2 separate regions of the Sus scrofa genome follow, and region 1 is linked to region 2. Evidence: chromatin contacts called from public HiChIP or PLAC-seq data. All regions are on one chromosome and are shown on one strand. Each heading gives the region's core, a stretch centred on a gene start, on an enhancer-like site or on the middle of the called end of the contact. The rest is flanking DNA. Distances are from core to core; before and after follow the strand shown.

Region 1 (3,884 bases), core at 385-2,884, 510 kb before region 2:
AGGGCCACACCTGCAGCATACGGAAGTTCCCAGGCCAGAGGTCGAATTGGAGCTATAGCTGTCGGCCTACACCACCACAGCCACATGGGATCTAAGCCATGTCTGTGACCTACACCACAGCTCATGGCAATGCCTGATCCCTGACCCACCAAGCAAGGCCAGGGATTGAACCTGCATCCTCATGGATATTAGTCATATTCGTTTCTGCTGTGCCACAACTGGAACTCCCAGAAAGCGGCTTACTAACCTGGCTCTGTGTCTGAGGCCTTTTTTTATACCAAAGGGCTGTTGTGGTGCCTTCACTTCCTGGGATGAGGAGTATGGCCTACAACCATTGCCTATGAGCAATGCTCCCCAACTTGAAGAGCTAAAGAGTCACAGACTAAGAGAAAAGCAACCGAGTATGGAGAGAGCAGTGCTGGGGTGACCTCCCTTCCACACTTCCCATCACTCTCACAAGGCATGGGAGAAGGAGACCACCACTGGGTTACCTGCAAGTCCCGGTTTTTGAGATTGCCCAGCCAGAAAGCCTCTCTGCAACTGTTGAGGGTAAGCATAGCTTTCACTCTGCAGACTAACAGCTCCAGGGTCTTTTTGAGCAAAGGCACATGTTTGGTGAGTTTTGTGTCCTGGTGAATCTGAATGAAAACAAACACACCCAACTCATTTGGATTTATCATCATGCTTTCACATCTCCAATATAGCGACTCTTGAATTCCTGACACTTGAACATTGAACAAGAGCATAGGCCAGAGACATGTTTCATCAAATAGCAGAAGCTTTGCAGAATATTCTGAAGAGAATGGCAGCTGTCCTTCAAGCTAAAAGAGCCTAGAAGACACACCACCGACACCTCTCATTTCCTCAAAACATCTTATTGACCAATTATCAATTACCTTACCTAAAAAAAAAAAATTCCTTTTTTTTTTTCAGGGCCACATCTGTAGCATAAGGAAGTGCCTGGGCTAGAGGTCGAATCAGAGATGCAGCTGCCAGCCTACACCACAGCCATGTGGCATCCAAGCCACATCTGCGACCTATGCTGCAGATTGTGGCAACACTGGACCCTTAACCTATTGAGAGAGGCCTGTGATTGAACCCACATCCTCATGGATACTAGTCAGGTTCTTAATCTGCTAAGCCACGATGGGAATTCCAATTTACCTAAAATATGCCTGAACATATATGATAGTAAACAACAGACAGTATCCTTTTTTAGCTGAGAGGCCTTAAAATTCCACCATTCAACATCTTGAGAAGTCAGAACCAGGGGAGGAAGTGCACAACAGGAACTGGGTGGGAGGACCACGGGTTTGCCAGTGACTATAGAACTCCATGGTTCTGTGTTTCCTCAGATAAAAAGTGACAATGGTTCAGTGGTAGGCTTCAAATCGAAAAGTCCTTGAAAGCTAAAATGTTCTCATAGGAGACAGATGTGTTCCTTGGCAAGTGAACAGTACAGATGAACAGCCCTAAACACAGCTGCTTTTGGAACTACCTCTTTATTTCCAGAAGAGTCATCACTGACATAACATTCCTCCTGCCCAGAGCGCTTTGTAGCCATTACACACCCACCAACATTCTCTCTCTCTCACCAAAGAAGACCTTCTAGAGGAAATAGGGCTACGGAGCGTGAATCAAATTTCAGATGCAGAAATTCCCCTCTAGTTGATTGCCCAATCTCAGCCAGCAACTGGGACTGACAATGCTGAATAAACTTCCTTTGGACAGACACAGTCCCAGAAATAAAGGGGGTGAAAAAGGAAGAAGGAGCTGCTGGAACCCATGGATCTCTAAATGGCAATGGCAGATTAAGCCCATGATGACCTGCTCTCCCTCTTACCTTGGAATGCCCACACAGGTGATGAAGCAATCTCGTGTTCAACTGGAAGGTTTCCAATAAACTCAGAACATCTTCCTAGAACCAACAACATGCATCAGTGCCAAATGAACTTTTTTTTTTTTTTTTTTTTTTTTTTTTGCTTTTTAGAGCCACACCTGTGGCATATGGAAGTTCCCAGGCTAAGGGTCGAATCAGAGCTACAGCTGCTGGCCTACACCACAGCCACAGCAACACAGAATCCGAGCCAAGTCTGTGACCTATACCACAACTCATGGCAATGCCGGTTCCTTAACCCACTGAGCAAGGCCAGGGATCGAACTTGCATCCTCATGGATGCTAATCAGATTCGTTAACCACAGAGCCACGACGGGAACACCATCATTTCATTTTAAGTGCAAGAAATTCTTTCAGTTAAGGGTTCCAAAGAATCCTGCAGGTTCCAGCCACATATGGATAATCACCTTTCCTTTATTAAATTTACTTACAATGTAAGTTTCAGGTGTACAACACAGCGATTCACAATTTTTACAGATGGTACTGGATAATTATCTTAATTTGCCCCTCAAACAGGAGGAGTGCTTGCTGGCCATCCTCTCCTTTCCCTTTCTGAGCTATAAGGGACCAGCCAAATATTGTTTTTTTACAAAGTTCAATTTGCTAAATATGTGTGAGAGATTGTCATCTCTGTTTCTATCCTTATTTCACTACTCTAGCCCTGGGTCCTACTCAGCTAAAAAAACTCTTTAAGATTGTCTTTTATAATGGCAAAGTTTACAACAAAAGTGAGTTTGGTTTTTTCCCCCCTAAATTCTTGAGACCAGACCTAGAGAAGCACATGGGAATAAGCAAATGACCCCCTAATATGTGAGGTCCTGGGAGTGCAGTAGCACAATAAACTCAAGCTAAAAGGAACAGCCATCCTCAGATGTGGAGGAGAAGCAGGAAGGTGGAATATTCAGTTCTCTGTGGGCATCTCTGGGGATGGCTGAAGTGACCAGAGGTGCCTAAGTAGATCTGTGACTCAGAACCTGGGCAAGGGGACTGCTCCCATGCCAGCCCAGAAGTCTCCATGGACACATCCTCTGAACAACTGTACAGAGCAAGTCTTTGCTGCTGCTCAGTTCTTACCCGGTGCTTTCTAAAACTGAAGTCTAGGAGCGGCATACACTGCTTCAGAAATGCTTCCACAAAGAGACGTCCATACTGAAAAAGAGAAGACAAACATTGGTGATGACCTCTAGCTGAGGTCCTTCACCTGAAAGGCCCCCACCTGAGGCAGCATTGCATTACCCAGACCAGGGGATTTCTTTTCTTATTTTTATATATAAAAAATAAATGGAGAAGGGTTCAAAAGGTTAACTTGGAGAATGTAGCTTAACGTAAAAAAACTAATGGACTTGCTAACTAAGCCCCAGAATTAGGCAGACTTAACTACCCCAGACACAGCTGATGCACAGGGGTGTTGCTCAGCTTGAGAATGAGGGCTCAGAGAAACAGAAGGGAACCCCAGCTCCCTGAGGACAACTTACTCTCAAGAGGATTAAGCTGGGAAGAGCTGAGGAAACACAGGACCAAGTGCCAAACTTCCCAATCAGATAAATCACTCCCTCTCTCACCACATCCCACACTGGGCCCAGGGAGAAGAATAAAGAGGAAGAGAGACATCAGGAGATAACACAAAAGGGGCGCCATCCACTTGGAAGGAACTGTCAGTGGTGGGTTAGAAGCAGTGTCCCTACAGCCTTCCCTAGCTCTTAACCCACTGGGTTTACCATCAAATCTAGCACTGACCCAGGATATCGCCCTGGCAGAGGAGTTCAGTAGACACCAAAACACCAGCTCTCACACTGAGTCCTCTTCCCATGGGCTCTGTGAAGAGGAGTCACCCACTCCTCCTCCCTATCTGTTGCCTGGGGAAGAGCAGCAGGAAGAGACTAATGCTCCCGAAGCCAGGCTACACCACAGCAAATTGCTGTTGCTGCGGGATCCGAGCCTTGCCTGCAACTTACACTGCAGCTCACAGGAACACTGGATTCTTAAC
Region 2 (3,947 bases), core at 126-2,625:
TTGTTGTACTTGAAAGGAAGGGGGGATGAGTAACAGAGTAAGAGTACATGCTATATATAGTAAAACTAAACGCTATAATCTTAATTTTTTTTTTTTTTGTCTTTTGTCTTTATAGGGCTGCACCCGCGGCATATGGAGGTTCCCAGGCTAGGGGTCTAGTCGGAGCTGTTGCCGCCTGCTTCCGCCAGAGCCACAGCAATGCTAGATCCAAGCCGCATCTGCGACCTACACCACACAGCTCACAGCAACACCAGATCCTTAACCCACCGAGTGAGGCCAGGGATCGAACCTGCAACCTCATGGTTCCTAGGTGGATTTGTTTCCACTGTGCCATGATGGGAACTCCAATCTTAAATTATTTTAACAATGAAGAAAAAGAAATACTGTATTCATAACCCATTTAACAATGATTTTTACTGCTAAAACTAACCAAGGATGCGAAGACTCTACCTATGACAATAATCAATTAGGAAAATTTTAGGCTTCTGAGTCTCAAAGATGATACTCTCAATGAACTCTGAACAATGAACTCTTTAAAAAGTTATATTCCCAAGACTTTTTAAAGGTTCTATCTTACCATGTTTCAACTCTCAGATCATGCTTTAGAGGCATGTACCACACTAGATCAGAAAAGAACCTCTCCTACCTGTGTTTGCTGACTCTCAAACCATACCTTTTTTCATTTTCAAATCCTGAAATGCAAACCATGTATACTTACTGCAGACAAAGTGGGTTATGCACAAAGTGGGTTATAAACTATACTGTATGAAAGTACAGTTTATGGAGTTCCTGTCGTGGCACAGCGGAGACAAACCTAACTAGGAACCATGAGGTTGTGTGTTCAATCCCTGACCTCGCTCAGTGGGTTAAGGATCTGGTGTTGCCATAAGCTATAGTGCAGGTCACAGATGCACCTCAGATCCTGCGTTGCTGTGGCTCTGGCGTAGGCCAGTGGCTACAGCTCCGATTTGACCCCTAGCCTAGGAACCTCTCTATGCCGTGAGTGCGGCCCTGAAAAGACCAAAAAAAAAAAAAAAAAAAAAAAAAACCAAAAAACCCCAAAAGCTATGCTTTTCTGTACTTTACGCAAAATTTCTCCAGTTGATAAAAACTTTAGTTTTAAGTTTAGAGTCTAATTCGTTATTTTAAAAATGAAGAAACAAGAGTTACAAAAAAGTTAATTTATAATAAGTCACAAAGTGGTGGAGTAAAGTAGAAAGAAAATTAGAATTTTACTGTATAGGCTCTATTTACTAAAGTAATTACTACTTACTTAATTTTATTACTATTTCCCCCCCTTTTCAGCCACACACACAGCATATGGAAGTTCCTAGGACAGGAAATGAATCTGAGCCAGAGTTGCAACCTTCACCACAGCTGAAGCAACACTGCATCATGAACCCACTGAGCCACAGTGGGAAGTCCCAATAATTACTACTTATTTTAGACAGCAATGTTTGAATTAAAACAAAATTTTAAAACTTAAGCACCAATTATTCCTGGTACTGTGTTAGACAAACAAGTCAAGATTAACATTTCTGGCTCTCTTGGGATTTCCATTTCTATTATCTAGATTTGTCAGGTTTTTCTCCAGTCATTCAACAATCATGAGATGCGTAACTACTATGTATAAAAGAAAACTATGTTAAGTGCTATTTTAAGATGTTTCTCTTACCCAAGTAGAAGATGTTAGGTACTTTGCAAACTCTCTTGGTTTGCTTATGCGTCAAGTACTGCATTTTCACAATCATGAAAGGGAAAGGAAATCCTAAGGTGTGTCTCTAGGATTAAGGAGTCAACCTAAAGTGAAAACAAAACCCTCCCATCCAAGAAAGAAAACCCTAAACCACTCCAGAGGTTAGCAGTGACACAGACAAGTTTGAAAACATATTTTTCTACAAATCTCTTATACTATTTAGGCAAAAGTTACCATTTATTGGTCTCATAAAAAATTATTTAAAAAATTTTTTTGGCCACACATGCAGCATGCAGAAGTTCCTGGGCCAGAGATCAAACCCAAGCCACAGAGGTGATTTAAGCCACATCAGGATCCTATAACTGCTAGGCCACCAAGGAACTCCTAAAGAATTCTTAACAGTACAAAGAACAACAGGTTGTCAGAACTTTCAAATCATGAACAGAACCTGACTATACATGTTCTGCAATTATTTGGCAGACAAAGAAGCTTAGTATATAGCAGTAAAGGAACTTAAAGCTTAATAATTCTGATACGCACAGTAAGGATCCTCTCTCAATCAACAGCTGTATCTTCATTCTTTTTTTTTTTTTTTTTTGGTCTTTTTGTCTTTTGGCCTTTTTAGGGCTGCTCCCGCGGCATATGGAAGTTCCCAGGCTAGGGGTCGAATCGGAACTGTAGTTGCCAGCCACAGCCACAGCAACGCCAAATCCGAGCAGTATCTGTGACCTACACCACAGCGTACAGCAACGCTGGATCCTTAACCCACTGAACGAGGCCAAGGAGCAAACCCGCAACCTCACGGTTCCTAGTTGGATTCGTTAACCACTGAGCCATGATGGGATCTCCTGTATCTTCATTCTTATTATAAAAATAAATGCTTGTAGAAATACACAAACATTACAAAAGCATAAAAAGTAGAAGTGAAATTCTCACAGAATTCTACTTCCCAAGGAGTCCCTAAAGATGAAAGTTGATAACCCTACTGTTCTTTAATCTGTTTTGCTCACTTTATTCATCTTTTTTAGGGCACACCCACAGCATATGGAGGTTCCCAGGCTAGGGGTCAAATTGGAGCTATAGCTGCTGGCCTACACCACAGCTACAGCAATGTGGGATCCTTAACCCACTGAGCGAGACCAGGGATCGAACCCGCAACCTCATGCTTCCTAGGTGGATTTGTTTCCGCTGAGCCACAACAAGAACTTCCCAAGATAATTTCAACATTCTTCAGTCTCTTCCTTAGAAGACACTCTACATCCTAAAAGAAAACCTTAAAATGAAAATTAATTGCAAATTCTTAACAATTCTGTGATACACTTTTTTTTAATGGCCACACCCTTGGCTTATGGAACTTCCCAATCTAGGGATAAAATCTGTGCCTCTGCAGCAACCCAAGTCGCTGTAGTCGGATTCTTAACCCAATGGCCATATAAGTCCAAAACATTTTTAATGCTATTAACTGGATACACTGGATGTCATCTGAGATCTCAGTTGCTTTTTCACTAAATTTGGGCTGGGACTGTCAAAATAAAACCTAGATCAGGCATTATTTTCAAAACCAAAGAATTTTCTTACAGCTGTTCCATGAGGTAACTTTTCTTTTAATAGAAGGTAGCAACAAGCTCTCAATTTCTTTTTCTAGGAATGAAAAAACAAATTATGCTAGCCATCTTTAATCTAGCTGGCATTTATAGGTCTATGACCAAAAAATTCAAGTAACCTAGAAGATTTGAGATCTCAAGTTTTAAACAGGTTATCAAAACTCTGTTCTACGAGTTCTGTCTCAGTAGTATAAATACGATGCCTTCATTTTTAATTACCCTTGGATAGAGAAGAAACTCTGAGACATTAAGAAGCTCATCAAGGAGTTCTCTTGTGGCACAGAGGGTTAATGAAGGAAATGACATTGTCACTGCAGCAACGCAGGTTTGATCCTTTGTCTGGGAACTTGCACATGCTGTGGGCATGGCCCCCCCAAAAAAACAAAAAAACAAAACCCCAAACCTCTCATTTTTGCTGTGCTGACACTAGCACCACACTGAGAGCCTGGATAGAGATTTTCTTTCTCCTTTAAAATATTTCATAGACTATCTTTTATCCATCCATTCGCCAATACTACTCACCTCCTTATAACTTTAAGGTTGCAATGAACCGGTTTCACTACCTCTAGGTTCTCAACCCTCTAGTCTTCTCTTCATTCTTCCATGACGTTAACCTTTCTAGAGCATAACTTTGATCATTATCATCC

What was found. HiChIP or PLAC-seq counts read pairs in DNA pulled down with a chosen protein or histone mark.
Region 1: a contact with region 2 is called in an H3K27ac HiChIP or PLAC-seq map of alveolar macrophages. The contact joins two enhancer-like sites. A contact is called at or near these places in 1 of 5 promoter capture datasets (fetal liver) and 1 of 2 datasets of contacts at active chromatin or transcription factors (alveolar macrophages).

The regions. Positions count from the first base shown.
Region 1 is chr13:66,300,936-66,304,819 of Sscrofa11.1, reverse strand. It overlaps FANCD2 (Fanconi anemia group D2 protein), which reads right to left. Exons shown (of 44, transcript XM_021069313.1): 40 at 2,972-3,046; 41 at 1,844-1,918; 42 at 492-638. Among named protein-coding and RNA genes, the nearest start is that of FANCD2OS, 10 kb to the left of the region's middle. Within about 2 kb of position 1,634, at least 9 of the 83 cell types and tissues checked have an H3K27ac peak or open chromatin away from gene starts, as enhancers often do. A contact at or near this core is called in alveolar macrophages, where this site is marked.
Region 2 is chr13:65,789,264-65,793,210 of Sscrofa11.1, reverse strand. The region is part of intron 1 of SETD5 (SET domain-containing protein 5); the gene reads right to left. Among named protein-coding and RNA genes, the nearest start is that of SETD5, 31 kb to the right of the region's middle. Within about 2 kb of position 1,375, at least 1 of the 83 cell types and tissues checked has an H3K27ac peak or open chromatin away from gene starts, as enhancers often do. A contact at or near this core is called in alveolar macrophages, where this site is marked.